3 separate regions of the Sus scrofa genome follow, and all the other regions are linked to region 1. Evidence: chromatin contacts called from public HiChIP or PLAC-seq data. All regions are on one chromosome and are shown on one strand. The core of a region is the stretch at or near the end of the contact, and the rest is flanking DNA. Distances in the headings are between cores, read along the strand shown. Region 1 holds the start of KIAA0355. Region 2 has its middle 5.6 kb from the start of GPI. Region 3 overlaps KIAA0355.

What was found. HiChIP or PLAC-seq counts read pairs in DNA pulled down with a chosen protein or histone mark.
Region 2: an H3K27ac HiChIP or PLAC-seq map of alveolar macrophages shows a contact between it and region 1. The contact joins the enhancer-like site here to the promoter of KIAA0355 in region 1. A contact is called at or near these places in 1 of 5 promoter capture datasets (liver), 3 of 47 Hi-C or Micro-C datasets (embryonic fibroblasts, fetal heart ventricle and subcutaneous adipose tissue) and 2 of 2 datasets of contacts at active chromatin or transcription factors (alveolar macrophages and skeletal muscle).
Region 3: an H3K27ac HiChIP or PLAC-seq map of skeletal muscle shows a contact between it and region 1. The contact joins the enhancer-like site here to the promoter of KIAA0355 in region 1. A contact is called at or near these places in 2 of 5 promoter capture datasets (fetal liver and liver), 22 of 47 Hi-C or Micro-C datasets (adipose tissue, alveolar macrophages, embryonic fibroblasts and 11 more) and 2 of 2 datasets of contacts at active chromatin or transcription factors (alveolar macrophages and skeletal muscle).

Annotation. Positions count from the first base shown.
Region 1 is chr6:43,932,166-43,935,106 of Sscrofa11.1, reverse strand. KIAA0355 reads right to left here and starts at 1,403. Exons shown (of 14, transcript XM_021094321.1): 1 at 1,301-1,403.
Region 2 is chr6:44,031,270-44,034,210 of Sscrofa11.1, reverse strand. No RefSeq gene overlaps it. Among named protein-coding and RNA genes, the nearest start is that of GPI, 5.6 kb to the left of the region's middle. Within about 2 kb of position 1,555, at least 68 of the 83 cell types and tissues checked have an H3K27ac peak or open chromatin away from gene starts, as enhancers often do. A contact at or near this core is called in alveolar macrophages, embryonic fibroblasts, liver and 2 more, where this site is marked.
Region 3 is chr6:44,013,399-44,016,339 of Sscrofa11.1, reverse strand. The region is part of intron 8 of KIAA0355; the gene reads right to left. Among named protein-coding and RNA genes, the nearest start is that of GPI, 24 kb to the left of the region's middle. Within about 2 kb of position 1,434, at least 3 of the 83 cell types and tissues checked have an H3K27ac peak or open chromatin away from gene starts, as enhancers often do. A contact at or near this core is called in skeletal muscle, where this site is marked.

The DNA.
Region 1 (2,941 bases), core at 154-2,653:
TTATAGCTTGTTCAATCAAAATTAGGAAAACTAACCCATGTGGAAAATATTTCACATCTTAAACCCAAAGCAAATTTTAATTAAGTAGTTAAAACAAATAAAACCATGAAATGAGAAGCAAATATGGACGGATGTTACAAATAATTGGGCTGGAGAATAATTTTTGAAACTGCAACAAAAGAAAAAATAATACTACATATTTTTTAAATGAATGTTACCTCTGACCTCATTTGTACATTTATCCTAAAACAACAATCAGGCAAATCCTTTTGGCAGAACTGTCTACCTTGTGACGAACTGGAAACAATCTACATGTTCATCAGTAGGGCTTGGTTGAACTGAAATACGATGGTATACTATGAAGTCCATAAAAGCGATAATATATCTCTGTATATACTGATACACCAAAATGTTACTGTCACTGAGTGGTAGGTTGGAGGATGACTGTCACTTTAAAAAGTGTTGTACTTTTTATGCTGTCTTGAATGTGAAGGAGAATGCTTTTATAATGGGGGTGAGGGGCGGAAACAAGCTATTTTCAAAGTGGGTGTCCCCCCAAAGCTGAGTACTTATCTGGCAAAATTTGTACGGTGTATAAACAAAATTCTTATCATGCCAACCAGGCATGCTTCTTTCCTCGCACCGCGCAGAGCAGGAAGACACACCCCTGACCCTGCGCTCGCCCCCAGGGTGTGGGTCCTTCAACCTCAGCCCCGGCCCTCCCAGGGTCCCCGCCGAACCGCCCGCGGCCCGACTGCGCCAGCGGGCTCACAAGGGCCGGAAAAATCGTGTTCCTCGGGGCCCGGCCTGGACCAGCGCGGCGGGGAAGGTGAGCGCAGCTGGCCGACAGCCGCGGGCGGCGTGAGGGCCGCGTCCCCAGGCAGTCCCGGCGGACCCCGGGACTCACAGGCCGCCGTCTCTCCTTGGACTGCTCGGCGGGCTTCCGGGAGTGGGTCCGGCGCTGGCCGGACCTCCCTGGCCCTGGTGGCCCGAGGGAGCGCCCCCCTGCCCCGCGTCCGCTGGCTCCCCGCCGCGCCCCCGATCCCAGGCACGACCCGGGAGGGCCCTCCAGGCTTCCGTCCGCCCGGCCAGCGCCCCCAGAGCCCGGCGTCCTCCACATCGGACGGGCAAGGGGCGGGAGCCGACAGCCCTGCGGCCCCGAGCGGAGTGGCGCCCCGAGAGCTCGTCCAGTCGCCAGCCCCACCTGCGGCCCACCGCCTACCCGCCCTCCGCCCCCAACCCCGAGCCCGCCCGCCCGCCTGCCTGCACCAGGCAGCGCCCGCTCGCGCCCGCTCCTCACCTGCGACGCGCCCCGGCCCCTAGCGCACCGCCCGGACCGGCTGTGTACACCGGAAGTGACGTCTCTGTGCCGGCCCCGCCCCCGCCCCAGGCGGACGCCGAATGGCTGTGCACTGAGCGGCTGGCAGCCGACTCTCCCCCACCCACTGCGCGAGCGGGGCGGGGGCGGCCCTGCACCTTCTACCCTAGGGACCGAAGACCTCCAAGTGGGACAGCCAGGGTGGGGGTTGAGGACGCGCGGCCAGAGCCTGCAGGGCCACCCTCGTCCTCCAGTACGGCTTGGCCTCTGGGCGGAAGGGATCAGCTGCGTTCTCACAGATTTATTGTCGAAACTGATTACTGAAAAATTGAGCGCTTGCTAGATGCCAGGTCTCGACAGGCACTGTAGGAACCAGATAATGCCCTCACCCTCATACGTTTATCCTCTAGGGGTGGAAACACAATAAAATTGTTATAGCTACGCTTGATGATATAGTGCCAATTGCGACAAGTGGTAGGAGGGGAAAGTGAAAGAGGGAGGGAGAGAGTCCCCTGACCTAGTGAACGAGGGTGTTCAGGGAATGCTTCCCTCAGGAAAAGAGCAGAAGAGAGCAGGTCCTAAAAGGGAGAAGAAGAAGAAGAAGGGAAAAAAAAAAAAAAAAAAAAAAAAACTAACTTGGACTTTCCTTTGTGGCTCAGGGGGTTAAGAATCTGACTAATATCCATGGGGACGTGGGATCAATCCCTGGCCTCCCTCTGTGGGTAAGGATCCAGCATTGTGTTGAGCTTCGATGTAGGTTGCAGCCGCCAATTGGATCTGGCAGTTGGGGGGGCTGTGGCATAGGCCTGCAACTGCAGCTCTGATTCAACCCCTAGCCTGGGAACTTCCACATGCCTCGAATGTGGCCCCAAAAAGACAAAAACAAACAAACAAACAAACAAAAAACCAAAACGAACAACTTGAAGAAGCAGGGAGTGAAGGGACATTATGGCAAAATAACATCAAGTGTCTTTAGTGGCTTTGTGTTCAAGAAACTAAGGTGGTGAGAAAGTCTTAACTGAGAGCAAGGGATGATTTTACCAAAGCTGTGGGTTTACTTGGGCTGCAATGTGGGCAAGGACTAGAAAGAAGATGGAAATTCGTATGCCTTTGTTCAATAGCAACAATATTCATAAAAATCAAAAGGGTGAAGCAACTCGTGCTCACTGATGTATGAACAGATAAACAAAATGTGGTCTATCCATACAATGGACTATTATTCAGCCTTAAAAAGAAGGGAATTCTGGAGTTCCCATTGTGGCTCAGCAGGTCAAGAACCGAACTAACATTCATGAGGATGTGCGTTCGATCCCTGGCCCCACTCAGTGGGTTAAAGGATCTGGCGTTGGTATGAGCTATAGTGTAGGCTGCAGACACAGCTTGGCTCCAATGAGGCTTGGCTGTGGCTGGCAGCTACAGCTCCAATTTGACCCCTAACCTGGGGAACTTCTATGTGCCACAGGTGAGGTCCTAAAAAGAAAAAGGGGGGGGAGGAAGGGAATTCTGACACATGCTATAGATGGATGAAGGGTGAAGTGTGGAGGTTATGCTGAGTGAAGTAGGCCAGTAACAAAAGGATGAATATTCCCTAATTCCACTGATATAAGGTACGGAGAGTAGTCA
Region 2 (2,941 bases), core at 306-2,805, 99 kb before region 1:
CCTGCCAAATGACTGTGTGTAGAGCCTTATGCTAAATTCTCTCCCTCACAACCCTCCTAGCAGCCCCGGGAGGGACATCCTCTTGTCCTCCCCATTTGACAGACAGGTTAAGAAATCCGAAAATAGCCACTTTGCTACTAAGTAGAGAATCACCTGAGGATTTTTCTTTTTAATGGCCGCATGGGGGTGTTCCTGGCCCAGGGATCGAATTTAAGCTGAGGCTGCGGCAATACTGGATCCTTTAACTCACAGCACCGGGGCTGGGGATCGAACCCACTCCGCAGCGACCCCAGCCACTGCAGTTGGATTTGGATTTTGGATTTGGGGGGGGGGGGTGTCGGTGAACCTGCGACACATGTAAATTCCCAGGCTAGGGGTCAAATCAGAGCTGCTGGCCTATGCCACAGCCATTGCCATTGCCACATCAGATCCAAGCTATATCTGTGACCGGGCAACACCTGATCCTTAACCACTGAGTGGGGGCCAGGATTGAACCCGAGTCCTCATGGATACTAGTCGGGTGTGTTACCGCCGAACCACAACAGGAACTCCCTTGAGCCTTGTTCTTAATCACAACCCTGTCCTGCCTGCCACTTTCTGACTCTTCAGCTTTAGGAAAAATGTGCAGCAAAGTGTGGGCAGTCCCTCCTTTCCCTCCCCACCATCCCAGCCCTGTTTTAACATCAATTGGGCCTTAATGATATTGCATCTGATGTTTGGGTAGAATTTTACAAGTGGAATTGGCCAAGAATGGCACCTCTAACAGGACAGCAGCAAGGGCAAAGGCAGAGGCAGGAGAATTCAACCACGGGATTAACACTGGCGTCCTTGACTAGATCTAAGGATCTATGTAGGGCAGTGGGGAGGAAGCCACCAGGAAAGGTGCACTGGTGGCAGTGTGATCGGACATTGGAGTATGGGGTGTGTGTGGGGTCTGTGGTTTGGAAAAATATTAAGGTAATTTTATATTCTGACAAAAGCTACACCTGTATTTCTACCACCATCACCATACTCAGCACCATATGCTATATCAAGCCCTGCGTGCAAACCGCACATTTTAGGGGTCATAATCCGAGGGAAGGGAAGCTTGGAGGCTTCAAGAGGCTGACAACCACAATCAAAAATAAATCTGGCTCAGAAAATTCAAGAGACTGCTCCAGTGGCAGGCACCTTCAAGTGCCTCATTAAGATGGCATCACCTGGGAGAGAGAAATGGATCGAAGGGTAAACTTAAGTCAGGGCTTAAATCGGGGCGGCTGGACAGGGGTTAGGCAGGACCTGGAGACTAAGGGATAACACCGGGACAAGGGCAAAGGAGGTTCAGGGACAGGGCGGCAGAAGTTCTGAGGCCCAAATTTGAAGGAGGTTATGTGTGGGGCGATACACGCTGACGGATTTTCGCGAGCTGTTCCAGGGAGGCGCACCCACAGAGGGTGCTGAGTCAGAGTTACCAGGAAAGCGCGAAGAATCGCGGTTCGCGAGAACTCCGCGGATCTTCCGGCGCTGTCCCCTGCTCTCCCGAGGGGCGGCGCGCACGTGTCTACGCAGGGAAGGCGGGATCCTAACAGGTAGTGGGGGGAAGGGGGTGCGCACGCGTGTGCGTGCGGGCTTGCACGTCCAAGGGCGCACGTATGCGCATGTCTCCGCGCCGGGAGGGGCGAGGGCAGCTGACCGGAGACTAGCAGACGCCTTTACCCGCACGTCTGGGATGGACGTGTGCGCGCATGTGCGCATAGTCCGGGTGGGGCGGTCTGCGCGTGCGCGGGCGAGGAGCACCGGGGACGAGGAAGCGAGCGCCCCCTGGAGGCTCGCAGCGCGTACTGCGTCGTAGTATTTGTCTGCTCAAACAAATGGGAGCCTGACAAGTCACATTGTTCACATACATGGCTTTTTGGCAGTCGAGGAGCTGGCCTTTGGAAGGGTATGTTTCTTCTTTGTCTCCAGATCAGGAAGTAGATCACAAGAGGGGTCACACAGTTCACAGAGGGCCATCCTTTCACAGCACCACGGTTGGGATGCAGTGTTTCAGCTAGTCCGAGAGCTGGAAACCCCACTGTCCCAGGATCCCCCAGGTGGAAAAGTAAGGTCAGCGGCTTAATAAGGACCTCCCCTGCCTGTGTGTTCTGCTTTATTTCTCAGCTAAGCCAAAGCCCCCAAGGACTCTCCTGAGGTTCAGGTGAACATCTGTCCTGCTTCCATCCCCACCCACCTGGCATGGAGCTGAGGCTATGGGACTTCTCTTCTGTCCCCACCACTGTGGTGAATCAGAAATTGGTGAAGAACCATCATGTACTAGTTTTTTTTATTTGTTTTTGTCTTTTTGCCATTTCTTGGGCCGCTCCCGCGGCACATGGAGGTTCCTAGGCTAGGGGTCGAATCGGGGCTGTAGCCGCCGGCCTACCCCAGAGCCACAGCAACATGGGATCCGAGCCGCGTCTGCAACCTACACCACAGCTCACGGCAACGCCGGATCGTTAACCCACTGAGCAAAGGCAGGGACCGAACCTGCAACCTCATGATTCCTAGTCGGATTCGTTAACCACTGCGCCACGACGGGAACTCCTTTTTTTTTTTTTTTTAAGGTACTAGTTTTAAATAGTTTGAATAAAATGTATTTTTCTGTCTAGAATGTTAGTTTTTATTTAAAAAATCTTTTTTTGGCCGCACCTGCAGCATGTGGAAGTTTCCAGGACAAGGACTGAACCAGTGCCACAGCAGTGACATTGCGGGATCCTTAACCAACTGTGCCACCTGGAAACTCCTCTGTGAGCATTTTAATATGAACTTCCAGCGTATTCCTTAGCATACTCATGCAACACGGCTTTACTAAGCAGCCTTGTCCTGAGGTGTACTAAGAAGGCTCTGGGACTTAGTCCTTATAGTCGGCTTCTGGGCATCTCAGCAGAAAGAAGCCTGCGTGGTACTTATACTGGTAGGTTAT
Region 3 (2,941 bases), core at 185-2,684, 81 kb before region 1:
CACACCTCTCTGTGCCGTCACCTTATTCCAGCTTCGAGGCCTTCTCACACGTGCTGAATATGTTGGGCCCACCCACATCTCAGGACCTTAGCTCTCGTCACCTTTGCCCAGACTACTCCCCACTGAGCTGCTTCCTACCATTCGGGTCTCCACTGCCCATCCAGGGCACCTCCACCAAGAGGCCTTTTCTGAGAGGGGGAACCTGGCAGAGAGTTAAATGGTGAAACTGATACTTGTAAAGCCTTCCTAAGGAGGCAGCAAGCCCTCGCAACATGATTTTGGCTGGTGAAGAAAGAGAGCCATGAGAATGTGAGGTGGCCAACCTCAGAAACACTGGAAAAAGTGAGCAACAAGGCAAGCTCTGGAGGAAGTGGGAAGGACAGGGAGTGTGGGGTTGGTAGATGCAAACTATTACACTTAGCATGGATAAGCAGTGAGGTCCTACTGCATAACACAGGGAACTATAGCCAATCTCTTGGGGCAGAACATGATGGAAGACAGGATGGGAAAAACAATGTATATATATGTATGACTGGGTCACTATGCTGTACAGCAGAAATTGTCACAACACTATAAGTCAACTTACTCTAATAAAAAAAAAAGCTTGCTTATAAAAACCAACCAAACAAACAAACAAACAAAACATATGGGTAACCAGAACCTACTATATAGCACAGGGTAATCTACTCAATACTGGATGATAACCCATGTGGGAAAAGAATCTGAAAAAGAATGATTTACTTTGCTGTACACCTGAAACTAACACAATTTTCTAAGTCAACTATACTCAAATGAAATTTATTTAAAAACAAACAAACAAACAAGGTAAGCTCTGCCAGTGCCCAACCAGACCCTGGTCACCTGTGAGGGACTCCTGGCCAGCGGACCTGGCCGAGGTTCATGCACCCAATTCTCTCAACCTGGAATCAACGGTCACCTGGACACACTTGCTATATGTTCCCAACTCAACTTCTGTTTGTGATCTGGCTGGTTACAGGTTTGCCCACTAGGAGAGCATCTTCTGGTCATGCAGAAAGGAGTACTATAATTCCTGGCAATCATTTTTCTTTCTAAAAATCAACAAATCGGCATTTTTATTTTATTCATCAGTCTTGAGAGTTGATCAATAAAATCCCCTTAAGAGACTAAATCCCTTCTTTTGACAAATCGCCGGGACTGGTTTGAAAGCCTTTATCCTTTCTTAGATAAAAGCCAAGTCCCTCAGGGACACTGCAAGTCCCAGCTTCTCTTTCAGTCTCCACCACCACCTAGTGTATCTCCAGCCATGCGGCTTTACTCCGCAGGCCTTTGCATTTGCTGTTCCTTCTACCTGGAATGCTTTGGGGAAAGCACCTGCTCTCTGCATGGCTGGCTCCTCTCAAATGTCACATCGTCAAAGAGACCCTTCGTGACTGACCTCCTCATCCAAAATAGCCTCCTCCTGCCAGCTCTACCCCAGTTATTCTCTATCACATGATGTCATTCTACTCTCACTCCCCTCAGCCGCTTGCCAGTGTTTGAACTTAACTCATATAGCTTATCAGCTGTCCCCTCCCCGACCCCCATGCCATTGTGAAGCCAGCTCTGTTAGGGACAGGGACCCTGTCTGTCCTACTCATGGTTAAATTCCCAGAGCCTAGAACTGTGCCTGCCACATAGTAGGTACTCAGTAAATATTTGCTGAAAGAAAGAATGGGTAAACAGCTTAAATACGACAGGTAAAAAAAAAAAAAAAAAAAAATCTAGATAAAGTATTACTCTCTTTGGGGAAAAAAATAAAACATCTGGGAATTCCTTCATGGCTCAGTGGGTTAAGGATCTGGCATTATCACTGCTGTGGCTCTGGTTACAGCTGTGGCTGTGGCGCAGGTTCTGGTTACAGCTGTGGCTGTGGTGCAGGTTCAATCCCTGGTCCAGGAACTTCTGCATGCCATGAGTGTGGCCAAAAAAGAAACCAAAAAACAAAAAACATCTGGCAGCTAGTCACTTCATTTTATTAAAAGCAAAGCATATAATAAATTCTTGACTAGCTTTGCTAATAATTTCATTTTTTCCAAAATGGAGTAAAGCAATCATTTCTTTTTGAGTTCTTCTCAATAAGCACATATTTTGTAATGTGAAACATAAAACATGAAAACTTTGTATTTTTTATCAAAAGTAGCCAGCAGAGGGAGCCACTCCAAGTAATCACAGTCTATGAAGTCTTTTCAAGGAGGTGCAAGAAATGACAAAGGAAATCAATCACATAGGGAGAGTTTCGGAAGTCTGCAGTGTTAACCGTTTAGAACTAGCTGTTTATAGTCACTCAGTTATCCAAGAGTTCAAAATATCATCTTTAAAATGAGAATCCTGGTTAAGTTGAATACTTTTCAATAAGAACCTGAATTAGAAAACAAATGAAGAACTGAGGAACACGGAGTTCCCATTGTGGTTCAGTGGTAACAACCCCAGATAGTATCCATGAGGATGTGGGTTCAATCCTTGGCCTGGATCAGTGGGTTAAGGATCCGGTGTTGCCGTGAGCTGTGGTGTAGGTCACAGATGCGGCTCGGATCCCACGTTGCTGTGGCTGTGGTGTATAGACTGGCAGCTGTAGCTCTGATTGGACCCCTAGCCTGGGAACCTCCATATATCTCAGGAGCGGCCCTAAAAAAATAAAAAAATAAAAATAAAAACAGAATTCAGTAACACAAAAGTCTTACCAAAAAAAGAAAGCTTTTAATCTACTGTTTGATAGGAATGAAGATATGTATATAAATTAACATTGTACCACACCAATAATCCAAAAAATTTGTGGAGGAAACTCATAGAAGGGAGATCTTGGGACGTGAACTACTGACCTTTACTTGATATATCAACAAATTCTAACAGTTTTGGCAGACTCTCCATTGGACCATCACCTTTCAAAAAGAAGTGGTTTAAACACAATTTGAGGAGTTTC